2 separate regions of the Mus musculus genome follow, and region 2 is linked to region 1. Evidence: chromatin contacts called from public Hi-C data. All regions are on one chromosome and are shown on one strand. The core of a region is the stretch at or near the end of the contact, and the rest is flanking DNA. Distances in the headings are between cores, read along the strand shown. Region 1 overlaps Col25a1 (collagen, type XXV, alpha 1). Region 2 overlaps Col25a1 (collagen, type XXV, alpha 1).

Region 1 (3,475 bases), core at 670-3,169:
AATTTTGTGCTTTTTAATCAGGGAAGTCAAATGTATTTTAGGAAAAAGAAATTCCAGACTCACATTTCATCAGAAAAGTGTTCCATTTAGCTTCTTAACCCCTCCGCAGAGCCCCTCGCGGCACAGCCAAGTCCCACTCTGGGAGATGGGATTTTGTAAGGATGAAGAGAAGAGGCTAGACTGCTACCTTAGGAGCTATTAGCATCTCCAAGAGCATATACAAATTGTTCCTCTGTGAGACATTTAATTGTGGAGAGGAAACTGCCCATTAATTCACAGTTATTTCAGTGGCGCCCACCGCTTCAAGTAAGGCTGACTGATGAAACCCCCCTGCCAAGTAACAGACTCGGAGTGTGGAAAGTTCTGTCAGTCAGGAGAGGAAAAGCCCCTTTGTCCCTCAACCCCAGCGAACCCCTCTCTAGAATGAAGGGAAGCAGAAGGTTTTAGCTAAAGCCCTAGCCCTTGTCTAAAGGATGGAGCCATACTCTAGGATGGTTAATGACAACTGGCATAACTGTTTATTCTGAAATTCTTCTTTCCTTGAGTAAATTTGAATTCCTCGTTCTCTGTGTGGCCTTTGATAAGTCTGGCATTAAACTTCAGTGGTGCCCAACAAAACAAAGAGATATAAACTCTGAGCTGCTTTGACTCAAGCCCGAGCAGAGCCATCCCACAGTGATGGTCGCCTAGTCAGAAGGTGGTGTGGAATCTGAAGTCCTTTTTTATTTTTTAATTCCTCAAAAATAATATCAAAAATATTATTGTTATTCGTTAAATCAATAAATTCTCTGTTAACATTCGGAGGTGCTAGAATCGAGAGAGGCCATATTCTCTTTGTGGTAACATAGTTTGGAATTATTTCTAAAGTCTTATTGATGTTTTCCTTTCTCTAATTAGGATTAGGACAACCATGAAGAAGCTGTCAAGTAAATGTATTTTTTTTTGAACACGGAGAAACTGTGAAGTGATAACACACCTCAAGAAGTACCATGTGACGTGAAAAAAAATCAATTCGTCTCCTCTTCGCAAGTTGTGCTTCATTTAGATGGTTCAAAAATCATAAATGCATCCATAGAGAGAGGCTTAAAAATCATTATAGGACAATATTTGTTTAATAGAAAATGATGGCCTAAATGGTACAATGTGTGTCGGGAATATGCTCGCATTAAATAGTAATTGAAGAAAAAAGCTCCCTGGTCCTGCTTACTGGCAACTTCCACAAAGCTCCTCATTATTGAACTTTCTACCTTGGAAGCCAAACTAAATAACAAGGAGTAATTTGCCAATTAGTACTTCCTGCCCTTTCTCTTTATTCCTTAAACACCATTCAGGGGCTGCACCCGGTCAAACACTTTTAACTTCAAAACAGCAACTGGAAGGATTGAATCTGCTTCTCTCCAAGGTGAAGCTGTCAAGAGGCAGGGTGATGTGTTCCATGTTTCCCCCAGCAGCGTCTCCCTTTCAGCACAGAGCAGCAGGCTTTCCACTCTGGCGGAATATGGCCTTCCCCTTTTCTCATCTCCCAAGATTTTCATTCAGTTATCGACCTCCAAACTTTACACTTCCATAACTCCTGGACTTATATCCACGTCCTATACCCACGTGTCCCGTGGAATCTGCACACATCTCCAGACCAAGCCTAGTCCATGTGTGTGCATGCTGCACTTAAGTATTTTATAGTTGCAAAACACAGAGACTGGAACCGCCACGTCCCAAAATCTGCAAAACCCCAAACTGTGGATGTAAGAGAGGCTTGCTGCATCTCTACTGCTGAGGTGCTAGCAAGAGAACACTGAGCTAAAGACCTTTGGCAGCATGTGTGTTTCTCACCTGCACTTTTCCTAATTTGTAACCTGCATTTGCACTACAGCTTGTTATTCAATTTAAAACTTCCAATGATTACCATAATATAGTTTCAGACGTCTAAATTGGAAACACATTTACCGGTTAATGCCAGACCAATGGGATCCAGTCCTCTTCTCTTATCTTAAGGAAAGAAGGCAGACAGTAACCAGGGTCCCTCCACCAGAGACCCACAAGCACAAGAAAGCTTTGCCATACTCACCCCAAATCTCCTTAGACTCCAAAGCATTTGCATCTCAAGCTGAGCCAGACTAGAAATATTTATTAAGTATTTATTAAAAAATTATTGATAATCTTCTTTATAGAAATTATATTACTCTAGCTTTGCTACTCAAAAGAAAATGCAGTAGAATATTTTTGCATATTTAGAACTCAATCTTACCATGAGATCCATGGCCTAAGGAATGGATTATTTGAAGAGCCATGCTGACAAAGGAAAAGGCTCACCACAGAAGAGCTTGGAGATCTGTTCCTGCGTGGACCACTCAGGTGGGCCTCCTCCTTTTTAAACTGGTTCTTGGGGCGTGTGGTTTTAAAGAAGCCTAGAGAGTGTCAATGCAAATGCAGTGAGTGTACAGAGAAAGCTTCCTGCAGTCAGGATGACGAACTTCAGCTCCACTGCCACTGTATGAGACACTCTTCAGACAGGGGCAATACTGCAGTCCAAATAAACTAGGTCAATGATAACGCACGGCCTCAGAATCTAGACGCGCAACAATCTTCACAAATATGTGATTCCTCAAAACTCAAGTCATAGCAGGCTAGAAAGAATCAGCCTAATTAGACTCCATAATAATAAGAAGCAGTAACAGAGGTCAGGTGGTTTTTGAATATATGCATACACTGAAATTAACTCTGAGTATTAATTAACATGAAAAAAGGAATAGATTTTTCTTATCACTACAAAAAAAAAAAAACTTCAAGTTAATTTCTCCATCACAATATCCACTCTTCCAGGCCACCCAGTGTCCAAGTGAAACAGTGAGTCTTGAGAATGCTTCTCACCCAGGTACAGCATCCCTGTCTGGTCCTCGGGCTCACATGTACAATGTTCTGCTCCACCACACTCCATGGTGATCATAGTCTCCCTGCCACCTCTCTCCTCAGTTGCAACCCATGTTCCACAGTTGAAACAGTGCCATCCTGTCACTCCCCAGACAGTATGATTCTCCTTACCTTGAAATCTCACCCAGTCCCTTGCCCTCCCCTCTACCTTGCATGATTGTACACATCTTCACTGAGCACATTTGAGAAGCCTATCTTCAGAAACATATGAGGTGACCTGAGGTCTCATCATCACGAGGTCATCATCACACACACTGCATCTGGATTATACTCCTTGCCTCCACACATTCCCCTAAGCTGTGCGCTGCCTACATTGATGGTTATACTTTCCATCAAAACCCATAATAAGTACTCTAAGTGTTTCTGGAACTGAACCACATTGTAAGCAACAGCCCTACAGCTTACAATAGTCAGTGATGGAGAAACGTTTCAAAAGCAATTTTCTACTGGGTAATTTGGTGTCATTAAAGGAAAGTTGAAATTATTTATCAATTTAAGTAATGTGAACTTTAGCAAAGTATTGAAACACATAGGGAACTACATTCTT
Region 2 (3,475 bases), core at 338-2,837, 270 kb before region 1:
ATCCAGCCCATCCAGGCCAGGCTGGCCTGGCTCCCCCTTTTCCCCCTTAACGCCACGGAATCCCTGTTTGTAAAAATTAACTCATAACGTTACTAATCCAAGAATTCATTGAAAGCAAAAATCTGCTAAAGAGACAACTAGAAGACAAAGCCAGGAGAGGAACAGCCTAGAAGGGGTAGTAACACGCAGAGAAGTTTCACATTATCATGACAAAGCCTTTGACAGGAAACCATTGGCCTCCTGTTTGGAGGGATATGGGATGCTGTTGGCTCTTCTTCACACCCTACAGTCAGGTTCCTGACAGCCAGCACTGCTTGTAAATTTAGAAACGAGTAGTGTTGAGTGGCTGGCAACAAGATGTCAAGGACACCAGTGTAGCCTCGTACTTCTGAACACCGTCGGAAAGTCTGTGTTAAGTGGCCCTCCCAGGACCTGCTGTTACTGACCCCTCTGGCCTGCTCCTCTCCCATCTTATCCTCATCCCATCACAAGACATCTGGAGACGGTTGCATCAGTTAGACATACCAACGGGCAGGGTGCATCTAATCCAGGAGCGCCCTGTTCTCCTTTCTCCCCTTTAGGCCCCCTTTTGCCTTTCTTTCCCTTTTCCCCCTGTGGATACAAGGGTTTAAATAAAAGACAGGTTTTATTTTGAGGGGGTGTAGAATAAAAATTATCCAAAGTATGGCTTAGCTAGAAATAGTCTGGAGGCATTTACCATTGTTTACTGATGTACATATGACACGATGCTATAAAAAAAATAACTTAAGCTGCCATGCTGACAATGGATTCTGGAAACAGGATAGATTGGTTGGTTGGCTGATTGATTGATTATTTATTTATGACATTCAACAAAAAGAAAGGAGGATACCAAAAGGGCTGATGCATCAGAAAGGCAGACCAGTGCTGACTGTCAAAATATCTGAGTCAACAGTGAATTAGGGATTTGTTCTGTGGACCAGGCAAAGATGGCGGACAAGTTACACTGAAGCCAGTTGGTATCAGGTGGAGCTGGGCTTAGGGTAATGGATGCTCTACCCAATTGTGAGTAATTTTAACTTGCCTTTACCCTCCGTATTCTTTAACACATAATGGCTGTACAGACTCAGAGGGAGAGGCTACAGCTTTGCTCTCTCCCAAGGCTGTCCAGTCGTACTCTATTCTGCAGCTCCCAGTAAAAACATTCCAGTATTAAAACGTGCCTCTATTGTGTTTAACTTTTCCTCTCTGGCAAAAATAAAAGTGAACACTTGACTGATTGAGTTAAACACAGATTTCAGGTGCTAGTACACGGCAGCAATGCCAACTGGAGAAACAGTTGGATAAACCTAGGCGGTCTTCTTCAATCTTTGTTGTTCACAATGGTAAATGAGTTTCCAGCCCACAACGCTGCAGATAGGAAAAGCAGTCTGGGCTCATTAAAATGAGGTAGGCAGGATAATTACGTAGTGGGAATGTAGCCATGGAAATTAGTATTTGGGAATCAAGGTCAAGGTTTGTAGGATGTCGGCATGGGTCCTAGGGATGGAGGAATTTAGGAAAGGAGGCGAAAGGAGAGGAGGGAAGGAATGCACCCCAGCTGGTTCACATTAACGGAGACATCTGCAAACGTATAGACAGGCAGTTGGTGCTGTGCAGAATGCAGAAGACAGTACATAGATACATACGTAGATGAGAGCATTCATCCTGCAATCTGGATGGCAGTTGCAATAAAACCGAACAGTCTGAAGCAAGCAACATGAATATTCAAAGGAAAATAGACAGAACAATGCGCACACCGCATTGAAGTATGAGACACTCATTCAAATTAATACATTCACTCTGACAGCATGGGCCGAAAGCTCCGCCTTGGTCATCTCCTGTGTGCCAAGAACATGGGGGCAGAAGGCTTGGAATCAAAACCACTTGGGCTTCTTGGATACAGGGGATAGAAATTTGGTGTGGTTCACTAGAGCATGGGTGAAGGCAAAGCTGTGACAGGGAGAGGGAAGGAGGAGCAGGTGAGACAGGAAATGGACGATGCCTTTGGAAGCAAGTGCTCACTCATGAAGAATCAGCACCCACTTCAGCGAGCAGCTTCAGTGTCATGACATGAACTGATAGAAACTTTTTACCTGTGCTTTGCCCTTCCTGAAGGCAGCGGAGCCATCTTTGAGTAGGACTAACCAAGACCAGGTGTGTTGGTTAAGTGGCATTCATTGCTTGATTGGCAAATGGACTTCAGACTAACTACTGGAATTACTGTGATAGGCAATGATTTGGGGTTGATATTTCAGCGAACAGCAAGCTTTATGGAAAAGAGCCATTATGAAGAATGATATGTTAATGCTATCACAGAGAAGAACATGTCAACATTATCAATCAACAGCATGTTGTAAAATGAAGTGATAATCTATATTCTTCAAAGTTATGTGTCATCGTGTGTATGAGCAGTTGAAATGTGATAATTATTGTCAGTTTTCATTTCTTATACTGATGAAAGAGATATATACAAAGTGTTTAACCTTTAGAATCTAATTTTCCTAAATATAAAACTTGGAATAATTGTGGAAATATTTTTGTGTGAGTGACTAGCATTTTTCTGAGGGAGGATATGTGAGTAGCTTATGGTTTTATAAGCTACAGTAATGAAAATTTCTCCTCTCCCCTAGACTCTTCATTCTTTTTTCTTTGCTATGCTGGGAGAATGAACTCAGGGCTTTGCACATGCTCAGTAAGAACTCTACACTGAGCCAATACTGGTATAATTTCCAACTTCTTTAAAGATAATAAAACTGAGTACTGCATGATAAATTTTTTTCCTTGTGTAACATTTTAGACCCATACAACCCACTAGGTAAATATATAACAATTAAGCAGATCTTTTAAAAACAATTTGCTGTGTTCAATGGTCTCACATAGAACCTGTCTCAAACTGCATTACAATTTGTAGTCAGGATTTATAATGTGGAAAAGAACTTCTTATAGCATACTTTTCCTCGTTTTTGAAATAGGGAAATAACAGCACCCACCTTGGGGTGGCAGTGTGACGATTTTAAGGTTTATCGTGGGAGAGGAATGCACAGGTGCTCACGGTATGTGATGATGTGGAAGGCGGAGCTTGAGATGACCATGGTATGGGCTCTTACCAACGGGAGGCTGAGAAACTCCTAATTCCTAAAACACATGCAGGGGCTTCGTTGCTTTTCTTTGACACATCTCTTTTGGTCTTGCATCATAACAGGAATGAGTTTCACTGTTCAAGAGAATCTACTAGACTTTTAAAATCATTGTGTTGTTAAGTATATCAGGGCACACATGAATCTAAGGAGGACTGGTTTACCCTGGAATCATGGGGTGGACGGATATTCAGCTACTTTAAGATTTTCATTATCGAGGTTTTGTTGCTTTTTTGCTTCATCCAATGTAAACACTTACTTGATTTACTATTGGGTTAAAGAGAAAGGGAGGAAGGGAGGGAGAGAAAGGAGAGAGG

Evidence for each region. Hi-C and Micro-C count contacts between places; a contact is called where the count stands out from the background.
Region 2: a contact with region 1 is called in a Hi-C map of cranial neural crest, with 1.7 times the contacts expected there. The contact joins two enhancer-like sites. A contact is called at or near these places in 1 of 484 Hi-C or Micro-C datasets (cranial neural crest), 1 of 115 datasets of contacts at active chromatin or transcription factors (embryonic basal ganglia) and 1 of 9 other capture datasets (embryonic stem cells).

What each region holds. Positions count from the first base shown.
Region 1 is chr3:130,314,010-130,317,484 of GRCm38.p6, reverse strand. All of the region lies in intron 2 of Col25a1 (collagen, type XXV, alpha 1), which reads right to left. Among named protein-coding and RNA genes, the nearest start is that of Gm22682, 110 kb to the right of the region's middle. Within about 2 kb of position 1,919, at least 5 of the 459 cell types and tissues checked have an H3K27ac peak or open chromatin away from gene starts, as enhancers often do.
Region 2 is chr3:130,586,548-130,590,022 of GRCm38.p6, reverse strand. It overlaps Col25a1 (collagen, type XXV, alpha 1), which reads right to left. Exons shown (of 38, transcript NM_029838.4): 36 at 1-63. Among named protein-coding and RNA genes, the nearest start is that of Etnppl, 29 kb to the left of the region's middle. Within about 2 kb of position 1,587, at least 7 of the 459 cell types and tissues checked have an H3K27ac peak or open chromatin away from gene starts, as enhancers often do.